Linked DNA regions of Mus musculus: all the other regions are linked to region 2. A link is a contact called in public promoter capture Hi-C data. All regions are on one chromosome and are shown on one strand. The core of a region is the stretch at or near the end of the contact, and the rest is flanking DNA. Distances in the headings are between cores, read along the strand shown.

What was found. Promoter capture Hi-C pulls out the DNA fragments that hold promoters and counts their contacts.
Region 1: a contact with region 2 is called in a promoter capture Hi-C map of hippocampal neurons, with 5 times the contacts expected there. The contact joins the promoter of Ccdc73 here to the promoter of Rcn1 in region 2. A contact is called at or near these places in 1 of 39 promoter capture datasets (hippocampal neurons) and 1 of 115 datasets of contacts at active chromatin or transcription factors (epiblast stem cells).
Region 3: a contact with region 2 is called in a promoter capture Hi-C map of hippocampal neurons, with 4 times the contacts expected there. The contact joins the promoter of Prrg4 here to the promoter of Rcn1 in region 2. A contact is called at or near these places in 12 of 39 promoter capture datasets (the 3T3-L1 cell line, 3T3-L1-derived adipocytes, the HPC-7 cell line and 7 more), 1 of 484 Hi-C or Micro-C datasets (adipose-derived mesenchymal stem cells) and 3 of 115 datasets of contacts at active chromatin or transcription factors (the 230-238 cell line, embryonic stem cells and memory CD8 T cells).
Region 4: a contact with region 2 is called in a promoter capture Hi-C map of pre-B cells, with 4 times the contacts expected there. The contact joins the promoter of Qser1 here to the promoter of Rcn1 in region 2. A contact is called at or near these places in 10 of 39 promoter capture datasets (the 3T3-L1 cell line, the HPC-7 cell line, cranial neural crest and 5 more), 2 of 484 Hi-C or Micro-C datasets (LSK cells and embryonic stem cells) and 1 of 115 datasets of contacts at active chromatin or transcription factors (memory CD8 T cells).

What each region holds. Positions count from the first base shown.
Region 1 is chr2:104,884,733-104,887,596 of GRCm38.p6, forward strand. Ccdc73 (coiled-coil domain containing 73) reads left to right here and starts at 1,592. Exons shown (of 18, transcript NM_177600.4): 1 at 1,592-1,761.
Region 2 is chr2:105,398,011-105,400,710 of GRCm38.p6, forward strand. Rcn1 (reticulocalbin 1) reads right to left here and starts at 1,309. Exons shown (of 6, transcript NM_009037.2): 1 at 960-1,309. The coding sequence starts at 1,195.
Region 3 is chr2:104,848,589-104,851,288 of GRCm38.p6, forward strand. It overlaps Prrg4 (proline rich Gla (G-carboxyglutamic acid) 4 (transmembrane)), which reads right to left and starts at 1,262. Exons shown (of 6, transcript NM_178695.5): 1 at 958-1,262; 2 at 488-612. The coding sequence starts at 590.
Region 4 is chr2:104,815,332-104,818,031 of GRCm38.p6, forward strand. Qser1 (glutamine and serine rich 1) reads right to left here and starts at 1,365. Exons shown (of 12, transcript NM_001123327.2): 1 at 1,269-1,365. 2310047K21Rik (a long non-coding RNA gene) reads left to right here and starts at 1,591. Exons shown (of 3, transcript XR_003953885.1): 1 at 1,591-2,700.

The sequences.
Region 1 (2,864 bases), core at 342-2,841, 510 kb before region 2:
ATAAAGCAGAGAACTGTTTTAATAATAACTAGTGGGGCTGGCTCACAACCACCATAATGAGATCTGATGCCCTCTTCTGGTGTGTCTAAAGACAGGTACAGTGTACTTATTTATAATAATAAGTAAGTTAAAAAAAAACAATGACTAGCAAGCTTCCTTGTTGGCATTACTAGCTAACATCAAGCTATTAAAATATTCCTTGCAGCAGGAATAATTATACTTATTTATCAGGTCTGAATGACTGAAAAAAATACAGTTATCCCATGTTATAACTTTTTACTTTGACTTATAATTCCTTGAGAAGCTATGAGGATAGTTGTTTTCTGTGTTCTCTGATTGACTAAAAGAAAAAAAAAAATCAAACAGAGTTTAAGGCAAGTACACATAGTCCTAATTTGAAAATGTAAAGCTTAGAGAACAGGAAGCTAGCTTACAACACTCAGGCCTGGGATCCTGGAGATAACCTGGAGAAATGTGGATAGGAATTATTAGAAGAGGATGGTAACAGCCAAACACTTCTAGATTTGATAGCAATGTGAAACAGAGAGCTTTACAAAGCAGGTTTTTTTGGTATTATTTTGTGTATATAAGCGTTTTGACTTGTATGTGTATTTGTGTACCCTATGCATGTCAGAGTCCTTTCAGATTTTGGTAGCATGGATAAGCTCTGTAGGCCTGGAACATACTGTATTAATAGTTGTATGGAATGAGTTCTCACCTGTGAACCATCGTGTTAGGTTTCAGAATAGAGAAGAGGTGCAATCAATAAGATTAGAATTTCTTTTTCTCTAAAGTTAAAAATTATCTCTGTCTCTCCTTCCCCCATCCCTTCTCTTCTTCTACCCCCTCCCTGTTTCCTGTTCCCTTCTCCCTGGCACAGGAAGCGATAAGAGGACAACGAGTGATAGAACTAAGAGGTCGTCAGGTCTGGTAGCAGGTGACTTCACCTGCAGAGCCATCTTGTTGCTCCCTACATTTCCTTTTCTATGTAATATTTCGCTTAAAAAACAAATAAACAAAAAACTACATTGTCTTCTTGATGAATAACATATTCATGAACATCAAACATCCAAAATCATAAGGTATTAAATGGATAGGCACCTCCTCCTTCTTATTCTTACAGCGTTCGTTGTTCCTAATCAATAACACTGGTTGGTATTTTTTTGTTATTGTTTGCTTTTAAATTGTTCCAAAGACTATTTAAAATGAACATAACAGAACATGGTGGCATAGTCCTTTAATTCCAGCACTTTGGATGTAGGTACAGGTAGGCGGATCTCTGTGAGTTTCAGGTAGCCAAGGCTACATAGTAAGACACTGTCCCAACACCCCTCCCCCGCCTCCAAATAATACGCAGGGCGGCAGTGGTGGTCTTCCCAGCGCTCAGGAGGCAGAGGTAGGCAGATCTCCGTTTTCGAGGCCAGCCTGGTCTGCAGAGTGAGTTTCATAACAAACAGGGCTACAAAGAAGAGCCCTGTCTTGAAAAAGAAAAACTAACATACGTCCGCTCCAATTCCTTAAATGTAGCCGCACAAATGCGGACTGAAAACCGGAAGCGCCTTTGGGTAGGGGAAGATGACCCGGAAGTGCTGAGCACTGAGCGGTCTTCGCTGAGGTAAATCAGGCATTGCGTTGAGCGCTGTTTGAGGTCGCTCTAATATTTTCACCCAGTTTCTTACCAAGGTCGCCCTGGACCTCAGGTGTCCCACCAAATCCTCGTGCTGACTTCCCCAGGCCTGGTCGCCCTCAAGTCTCCTTCAGGTGGGTCTAGACTTCCACCTCGGCCGCCACCCATCAGGTCTGCTGGTTGGTAATACGATGCTTGCGTTTTCTTAATAGGGTTGTGTGCTTTAGGGTGCTTGCTTTTGTTTGACCCACGTTTACGTTATGAATACAGTGTTATAATGTTGGACACCCTTGTCAAAAGTTTTGACGGAGTCGACTGCTCAGAGACAGGGTTTCTCTGTGTAGTCCTGGCTGTCCTGGAACTCACTCTGTAGACCAGGCTGGCTTCGAACTCAGAAATCCTCCTGCCTCTGCCTCCCAAATGCTGGGATTAAAGGAGTGCGCCACCACTGCCTGGCATTTTGTCACATTTAAAAAACTTAGTAAATTGGTGGGTATTACTTTACAGAACAGTTCAAGTATAGGGCAAAAATTATAAATCATGGAAGTATGTAAATATTCAAAGAAATTTTTAGATTTTCCGTATTTCTTCTGGTAATTTTATTCTGTCAGATTTTGAGTTAAGGTCTTGATTTGTATGTAATGCAGGAGGACGTCCAAATCTTTTATCCTCCTGCCTGAGCCTCAGAATGCAGGAATTTGACAGTATTATTTATTCTTCATGTGTGTTTTTTACAGACAGATTTAATTGGAAATTTGCTGGGAATAAAATTTCTGTCTTCAGCCAAGCAGTGGTGGCAAACATCTTTAATCCCAGCACTCTGGAGGCAGAGGCAGGTGGATGTATGTTCCAGGCCAGCCTGGTTTAAAGGCTTAGTTCGAGGACAGCCAGGGCTATACAGAAACCCTGTCTTGAAAAATAACAACAAACAAAAATTACATCCCCGCCCAACCAAAACCAAACCAAACCAAAACAAAAAAAAAAAAAAAAAACACACAACAAAACAAAAAACTGTCTTCTTAATCCCTATAATGCTGAATTGAATTATGGGCTTAAATTATTCATACATAATTCCGATCTTCTACCTCATGTAGAATTTTCAAAAAAAGTGAGTGTGAACTGTCAAAGAATTTATGGGATCCTGTATTTAATTGCTACCTTCTGTTTCAACCATGTGGAGTCCCTTAAGAGTCATTCATTGGGGGCTGGAGAGATGGCTCAGCGGTTAAGAGCACTG
Region 2 (2,700 bases), core at 59-2,558:
ACACAATGGGTATCATTAATCCTGTCCTGCTGAATGCCCTGGCCCCTTTGTCGAACAGAGATGGCTGTGTTCTTTTCAACTGTAGCAGAACTCGAAGATCCTCCTCCCCCAGGAGCAGGTTCTGGAAGCTCTGGTGGCCCACAGGGAGGATGGCTGTGTTCCTCCACAGCCCTGCCTTCACCTGGTCCTCACTAGCTCCTAGTCCCTCTGCACAACGGTCAAGTGTCTCCTGGGCACCAGGGTAGGGGTACTGAGATGATGCCCGGGTTTGTTTCCTGATTCCAGGCTAAACTCACAAAGCCCCACCATAGCCATTTTGCAGGTTTTCTTTTTTTCTCGCCCCCTCCGCCCCCAATCAGTTGCCAAAAAGCTGAGTGCTTCTTCACCCATAATGCTGGGAGCAGAGGCCAAAGAATCCGTTTCCAGCTCTGTACCTCTTGCTCCAATGAGCCCCTTTAAAAACCTGATTTCTGGGATGACTGGTCAGAGGACAAGAACATCCAGCCTGATTTAGAGACAGGCCAAGAACAAGCCTCTCCATCTCTTACACATTTGTTTGATCTTGAGATGTTTTTAAGCAAGTCTCAAGTGCCTCTCTCTGGACTATGGGAAAGAACCAGGTACTAAAAGGCCACAGCCAACAAACTCTGGCTCACTCCAGTCACTTCTGCTGAAACCTAGATGAGGGGGCGGGCCCTCTCGCTCCCTGCTCCGGAGGCCTCTGCCACGTTCTCGCCTCCCTGTGGGAAGCTATCCCGGCCGGGTGTGGTGGCGACCTCCACACGGGGGTCTGAGCGCCCGCTGGCAACTTTGTGCCTCTGAGCCTCAGCTCTGGCCTCGCCCCTGAGACCAACTGGCGCGATTTCGCTTTCGCTTTGCGCTTGTGGTCCCGCGTGGCTCCCTCTGAGGTGGCCATGGGCCCCTGCGTGGTCCCCGGGCGGCCCGGGCCGCAGCCTCACCCCAGCCTCTCCTTGCTCTCGTCCGGGCTTAGCTGATCGAAGGTCTTGGAGTCCTCCTTGCCCAGGAAGGCCTCATGATCGTACTGGAAGCTCTGGTTGTCCTCGGGCGGCCGCTCGCCCAGCTCTGAGTCCGGCCGAACCACGCGCTCCTTGCGCACCGTGGGCTTGGCCCGCAGCGCCAGCACCAGCGCCAGCAGCAGCCCCAGGGCGAGTCCCAAGCGGCCACCGCGCGCCATGGTCGCGAGCAAAGGGAGGCTGCGGGGCAGTGGGGGCTCACAGCGCCGCTGCCGCTGTCCCCTCCCCAGCGAGGGGCGCGCCCGGCTGGCTCGAGGAGGCTCGGGCCGCCCCACTCACGCGCCCATTGGCCACGGCGCCGCCGGGGGAGGCTGGGGCCGCGGAGCCACGTCGCCAGCCAGGGTGGTGGGCGCCGGGCTCCGGTTTCGCTTCGGCCCCTCCCCGCTATCTCGTTGCGAGGGGCGGGTCCAGATGATGGGGGTTGCGGACTGGAGGGTTCTCTGCAAGACCGGAAAGAAGTACTTTGAGAAAATGCAACAGATGTTTTGGGGTGATAGCTCGTCTTCGCTTTTAGAAAAGCAGCGCTTCCACTCAGCTTCCAGCTGACAGCCCGAACTTCAGCCCAAGGCTGGCCCAGAGATGAACATTTAAGTCCGGTTAACAATTTGCATTGTGGTTAGGAGAGCACTTGAGTCTGGAAGGAGGCCAGGATGGGCGTGGTCCCCTAGGTTAGGGAGAAGGCAATCTTAACATCCATGGGATAACACCAGAGGACTGTGGGAGGAGACGGGGTGAATAAGGAGAAGTTCTTTCAAGCTCCTATGGGAGAGAGGCAGAAAGGCTTCCTAAAAGAAGCAGAGATATCATATAAAGCTTTCGTTTCTGAATGTTGGCAAGCCATTTTTACAAACCTACTATCTGTCTCAAATCCTATCAGCGTATTAAATCCGAAATAATGATACCAGTTAGTGATGGTCTGTATTATATAACTTTCTACAGCGAAGGAAATGTTCTCTATATGGCCACTGAATACTTGACATGGAGCCGGTCCAAAGCCAATAGTTGAGCTTAAATGTAAATAGCCACGCGTGGCTAGTGTCTAACAAACTGAGAATGCCCGTCTGAACCTTTTACTCTTCACAAAAATGCATGTAAATGTCAGAGGGTCGACGAATCTTTTAAAGAGTCCCAGGAAACTGTGGTTGAAGAGAGAAGCCTCCTCCTAACCCCAGCCCTAAAAGCTGCAAAACCACCTGTTCACCCCCACCTTTCTAACATTCTGAAGAAAAGGTCAGCTTCTCGCCCTTACAGTAAGGAAACCAAGACATTATAGCACAGAAGCAAGAATCTTTCTATTAAGATCATTTTCGGTCAACCAAATAAGATGATGAGCCTGATACACATAAGCATTTATGGCTGCCTTAGGATTTTACTGCTGTGAACAGACTCCATGACCAAGGCAGCTTGTATAAGGACAACATTTCATTGGGGCTGACTTATAGGTTCAGAGGTTGAGTCCATTATCATTAAGGTTGGGAGCATGGTAGCATCCAGGCAGACATGGTGCAGGAGGAGCTGAGAGTTCTACGACTTCATCTGAAGGCTGTTAGGAGAAAACTCTCTTCTAGGCAGCTAGGATGATGGTTTTAAAGCCCACACCCACAGTGACACACCTACTCCAACAAGACCACACCTACTCCAACAGGACCAAATTTTCTAATAGTGC
Region 3 (2,700 bases), core at 12-2,511, 550 kb before region 2:
GGTCATCCTACCTTCCAGCCCTTGCTCTGGATCTCACAAATCCAGACTAGGGGACAGGATGTGGCTCAGCGGTAGAGCACTTGTCTATATGGGGACTCCCAGCGGTGCACAAACAAGTCCTGACAAGAGTCTGGCCTCCCTGTCAGTCTTCCAAGAAGCAGCCTTCCTCTTTATAACTAACACACAGCTTCATCTAGGAAACGACAACTCACTGACTTTCGGACTTCGAAAAAGGCTTTCAATTTAGTCAACCACAAACCAGGTGTTAAACATCTGTTTACTAAGGGAGATACGTTTGTACATATTATAGTTAAAAACCCACAACTCTAAACAAGAAAGCCACAAATTAAAACATAGGATATGCTGTTGCACTGTGGTTCACGGGGGCGTGTAATTCCCCCTACCACACTTTGGCTTGAGATCTACACAGTAGACCGCAACTGGTTTCAGAAGTGTTTTCCCCCAATCGGCAGCCATGCTTGCTTACCTTCTTCTGGGGCATGTTCGGAATCCTTTAGGCTTCTGATACAATGAGGAACTGCGAGGGTAAGTCTGGGCAGCTGGCTGAGTACGATCAGAAGTGGAAACATAGTCTAGCAACTGTCAAACAAACTAAAACAAAAGTGACAACGACATTAAAAGAAAAGAAAAGAAGCAGGCCAAGTCTCAGCCTGTTGGGTTTTAGTCGGAACTGAGTCAACAACGACCTGTTGCACCCCACGGGTCGCTCTTAATCTATGGGACCCAAGGCGCTCCGGGCAGGTGGCACCTCCGGAGCGCCTGGGAACAAAAGGTACTCCCGGGAAGCTGCGGAGGAGAGTTCGGACACTGGCCCAGGCAGACGCGACTCTCGCCCACGCTGACAGGCAGCTAGGTGCTGGAATGCCACTGTCGAGACATCGTCTCTGGATGACTCTCCCACTCCTCCCCGCCCCGCCTCGCCGCTGGTCGCCGCACCTGTGTCCCCGGGCGCATGTTCCAGCAGCCCCTGGGCGGGAACCGAGTTATCCGCTTGGCCCGAGAGGTGGCCTGGCCCTGAGTCGCGGACGCCTCTGGATCTCGGCGACAGTCGGAGCCTAGCTCTTCGCGGCTCCAAGGCGACACCAGGACGCAAAAGAGGCGCCCAGGATCCGCGCAGGGGCGCTCGGGGAACGTGCGCCGCACGGGGCCCAGCTTGTGTGCTGGAGCCACTCCCACCGCTACCGGACGAGGAGGTCACCTGGCAGCGCTCCACCTCCCGCTCTCGGTCCCCAGCCCTTCTCGACTGAGACCCGGACGCTCACACTTTGGCGGCCTATCAGAGCGCCCTCCCGAGGTTACCTTCGGTCAGCTGTTCTCGCAGGGTGGTCCAGGGATGAGAACATAGCATTCATCCGAGAAAATATACTTTGTTAGTGATTTGCATTGTCACATGACCAAAAATCAATTAATAGCAATTACAAAGTTCTCAGATGTATTTCACCAGGTCTGGGTTGTCTACAAAAATACTTTCAAATATGTCCCCGAGTCAAAATTGTTTCCACGACAACAATGCAAGGTTTCACCTCTTTTACTTTCATTCTTTCCCTCCTTGGGTTTACAGTGGAAATTTCCAGAAGCTGTTTGACATGTGATGATATCATCACTCTGCTAACTAATAAGCCTCCAGTGGATGAATACTTGTGATGCTTAATATCTTCCATACTACTAGGTTAGTGTCGGTATGTAAATTTAAACAAAATGTGACAAATTGTGTTTGTTCTCAGAATATTTCTGCTTTTATTAGATATCTTTGGCCGTAGCTACCCATATACCCAGACAGCTAAAAAGTTCATCCTTCTTGAACAAATAATCTTAGATCTTGAACTTTTCGTTGAGTTTTTTTCTTTTTTCTTTTTTTTTTTTTGAAACAGCAAGAGCATAAGCACCCTTAATTGTCATGAGATGAAGTTAAATTTTGAAAATTTCTCTATTTAAAAATGTTGTGTGAGAGATATAATTAAAAATAATTCAAGAGGCCCAGAGCTCGAGGTGTGAGAAGATAGGAGAACAGTGTCTCACCACACTCTTCATGTCCAAACAGCATGCGCTGTTACTCTTGGGAACGCTATTTAAATTTTGCTCTTTGGCCAGAGTAGCCTGGAACTTCATACAGTTGAAACAGAGCACAGTGAAATGGCATTCCCACTCCTTTCTAGTCTCCAGTTAATTCACTTTTCACCAAATTTGTTTTCTTCCCTGAAAGGCTATTATCTATTTTATTCTGATTAATGGATTCAAGTAAGAATTTCCATATGTTTTGCAGACGTTGTTTTTGTTTCCTTCCAAACACTATCCATGCCCCACGCCCTAGAGGCTTAAGCGGTCTGGAAAATGGAGTCTGCTCTTTCACCTTACTTAAGCAGTGGAGATCAGACTGTGGAGAAGCTAGAAATACCTTATGGTTGAGCACAGGAATCGGAAGTATCTCTCAGGAGACCCATTCTCCTGCTCCCTCATTTAGACAACCTGTGGCTGGAAGCCCTGGGAAGAGAGGGATAAACACCATTTTGCTTTTGGGAGAACTGAGTCTTTCTGAGATCTGTATCTAACAATGTAGACTGTCAAGTTCTACTAGGGCAAGGGCAGATTTCGTTACTTCCTTTCCAGTACGCAGAAAAAGCCTCTCCTGGTTATTATATTCAGTACATTTTGTTAGGTGGCAGCTATTTATTGTTAAGT
Region 4 (2,700 bases), core at 115-2,614, 580 kb before region 2:
AGGTTTATAATTACTCTTTTATTGAAGCATTATTATTTTTCTTTCTTTCATAATAACTCCGAGACTATCTAAGACAAAGACTAGTTAATTCTTTACACATCTATTCTAAATCATGAATGCGGCACTTTCATAAAAACAAAGGTAATTAGAATGTGTAAAGTGAAATAAAAAGTTCACTCGTGTCGTTTAAATCGTTTAGAAACCTGGTGAGATCACATAGGTACAAGGCTTCCTGTTGGTAGCTGAGGATGAAGTCATTACCAGCCAGGATTTCCCTGTTCTTGGGTCAGAAGCTATACCTACTAGATCGAGTATTGTTTAGGGGAGGCGGTTTTTAAAAAGTACCCCGCTCCCAAAGCCAGACCACGCCTTCCAGTTATCATTCGAATGTGACCATTTCAAAGTGTAGTACTGCTACACATTTCTCGCGAGCTTAAATAGCAAACAGGAGTCCCCATTTTGGGGTCTACTGCCCATGCTGGAGAGCCGCACTATACAATGAAGTGGAGACGGAGAAGCATGCTTTGGGTCTTCGACCTCTAGAGCCTTCTTTGACCACCAGCCCTCAACGCTTCCCAAAACTCAGTCACCCCCAGACACTGAAAGCCAAGAGGGAATCTTGACTTCCTGCCGTTGTTAAAAGCAGAGGAAACCCAAAAGCAACTTTGAACGCGTGGAACACTACATCACTATAAACATATGTCACCCAGCCCCTGCTTTGCATTCGTGTCCCGCCCTGGGGGTTCTCTTGCAGCCCAGTCATCCCAGGACCCCCAGTGTCAGCGACACGGCCCCGCTCCTCGTCATGCCCTGCCACCGCCCTCACCTTCACACTGCCGAAGCCCCCAACACCACATTGTCGGCCACCCAGATTCCAATACAATGGAATGTCACTGCCCAGGACTCCGCGGCGCCCCTTTAGGCCTCCCCGCGGAGTCAGTCCCGGTTCCCCAGATACCGAGGTCAGCCCGGAGCTTAAACTTTACCATGTGGGAGTCCAGCACCGAGAGGTGACTGCGCCCCTCCATCCCACCCAACCTTCCCTTTCTGCCCCACGCCCCGACCCGCCCCAGGAGCGAATCCTGCACCATGCGCCCCCTCCCAGCCGGGACCACCCGCCAGGAGTTGTCCACCGCCTCTCCCGGGAGCAAAGAAGGGCGCCTCGAAGGCTCCCCACCCGGCCTGGGCCCCCGAGAGGGGCGGGCACAGGCCCCGGCGCATCCGCGGCCTTTCCTGGCCCAGTGAGACCCCGCGCCCACCCTCTCTACCTGGCCTTGAGGCTGGGACTGCTGCCGCTGCAGCTGGGGCTGGAGGCGGCGGCCGGGACCCGGGCTTCGTAGGCCCAGGCGGGGGCAGCGGGCTGCGTGGCGGCGCTGGCGGGGGGCGCGGGAGGCTCAGCGAAGCCCGCGGGCGCGTAGTGCGCGTCCATGGCGGGGGCTGAGGCGGCGGGGGCGGGCGGGAGGCGCGGGGAGGAAGAGGCGGTGGCGGGAGCTGCCCCTCACATGGCGCGGCCGGGGGGCGGGGGCGCCTGGGCGGGGGAACCGGGCTGCGGCGGGCGGGCCTCGGCTCGGACGTCAGGAGAGCGGCGGCGCCTGCGGCCGGGACGCGAGGCGGCCACAGCGCCCGCAGCCCGGGCGCCCCATGTTGTTGGATTTCCCAGGATGCACCTCCCGCGCCCTCCGCCCGCTCGTCGCCCCGCCCCCCTCGGCGCCCCGCGCTGCTGGCTGCGGATTCGGGAGCCGGGCCGGACGAGGGCTGCTCCGTGGACGCCCTAGCGGTGAAGAGAAGGCCTACGCGCCGGAGCACCCGCATGGGTGCGGACAGGAGAGGGCTTGCCAGCACTGTGCCTGGAGTTCGTTACTCTGCGCTCCCGGGTTCTTTGAAGGAACTCAAACACTCGATTCCCGCTTGTGATTTCTTTCTCTGCGCCCCAAACCACAGACAAGGGACTGTTGCTTTGCAGTACTCGCTTCCTGCCCAAAGTTTGCTGGGCTTAGAGGATCTGGTTCCTGCTTCCTGGGGGAGATTTCTATTCAAATTGATTCAAATTCAAACGAATTTTGCAGCCCTAGCTGAATGGGCCTTTCCCAGGGGCACTTATTAACTGTCCCCACCCCCCACCTTGGGGATTTTCTTACTCTGGAGTTCAGAATCTTCTATCCCAAGATAAATACCGCCTCATCATTGATTAGTCCAACTACCATCTGGATGACTTTAATTACAATACATTCGAACTCACTATGCACTTTGTTGGGGCTCTCTGCTCAAGATGTTTAATCTCTGCAAGACTCTACCCAAACATTGCCTTATCGGACTTCTAAGCTGTGTGGTGTGAGTAATTTGATGACTTTGAGGTCGTGCCTACCCGAACTGTTTCTCCTTATGAGTAATGAAATTCAGGGATCATATGAATCGTTTGGCTTGTGATCCATAAGTTGAAAGTTAAAACTAACCGTGAAGCTTAGATTTAATGACTATCTCTCCTTTTAAAAAAAATCAATATTGGCTTAACACCTATCACGTGCTTAGCAAAGAGATCTCTCAAGATAAAGACTAGCACAAAGGTTTAAGCCAATCAGACAGGCGTAACGGAAGACCTAATAGAGCTGATACTCTCTATCTCTGGTGACTATCTAAACTTCTGTAATACCTGCCATTAGATCTGCCATCCCCTCCGAGACTGATTTTGTTCTGAGACTA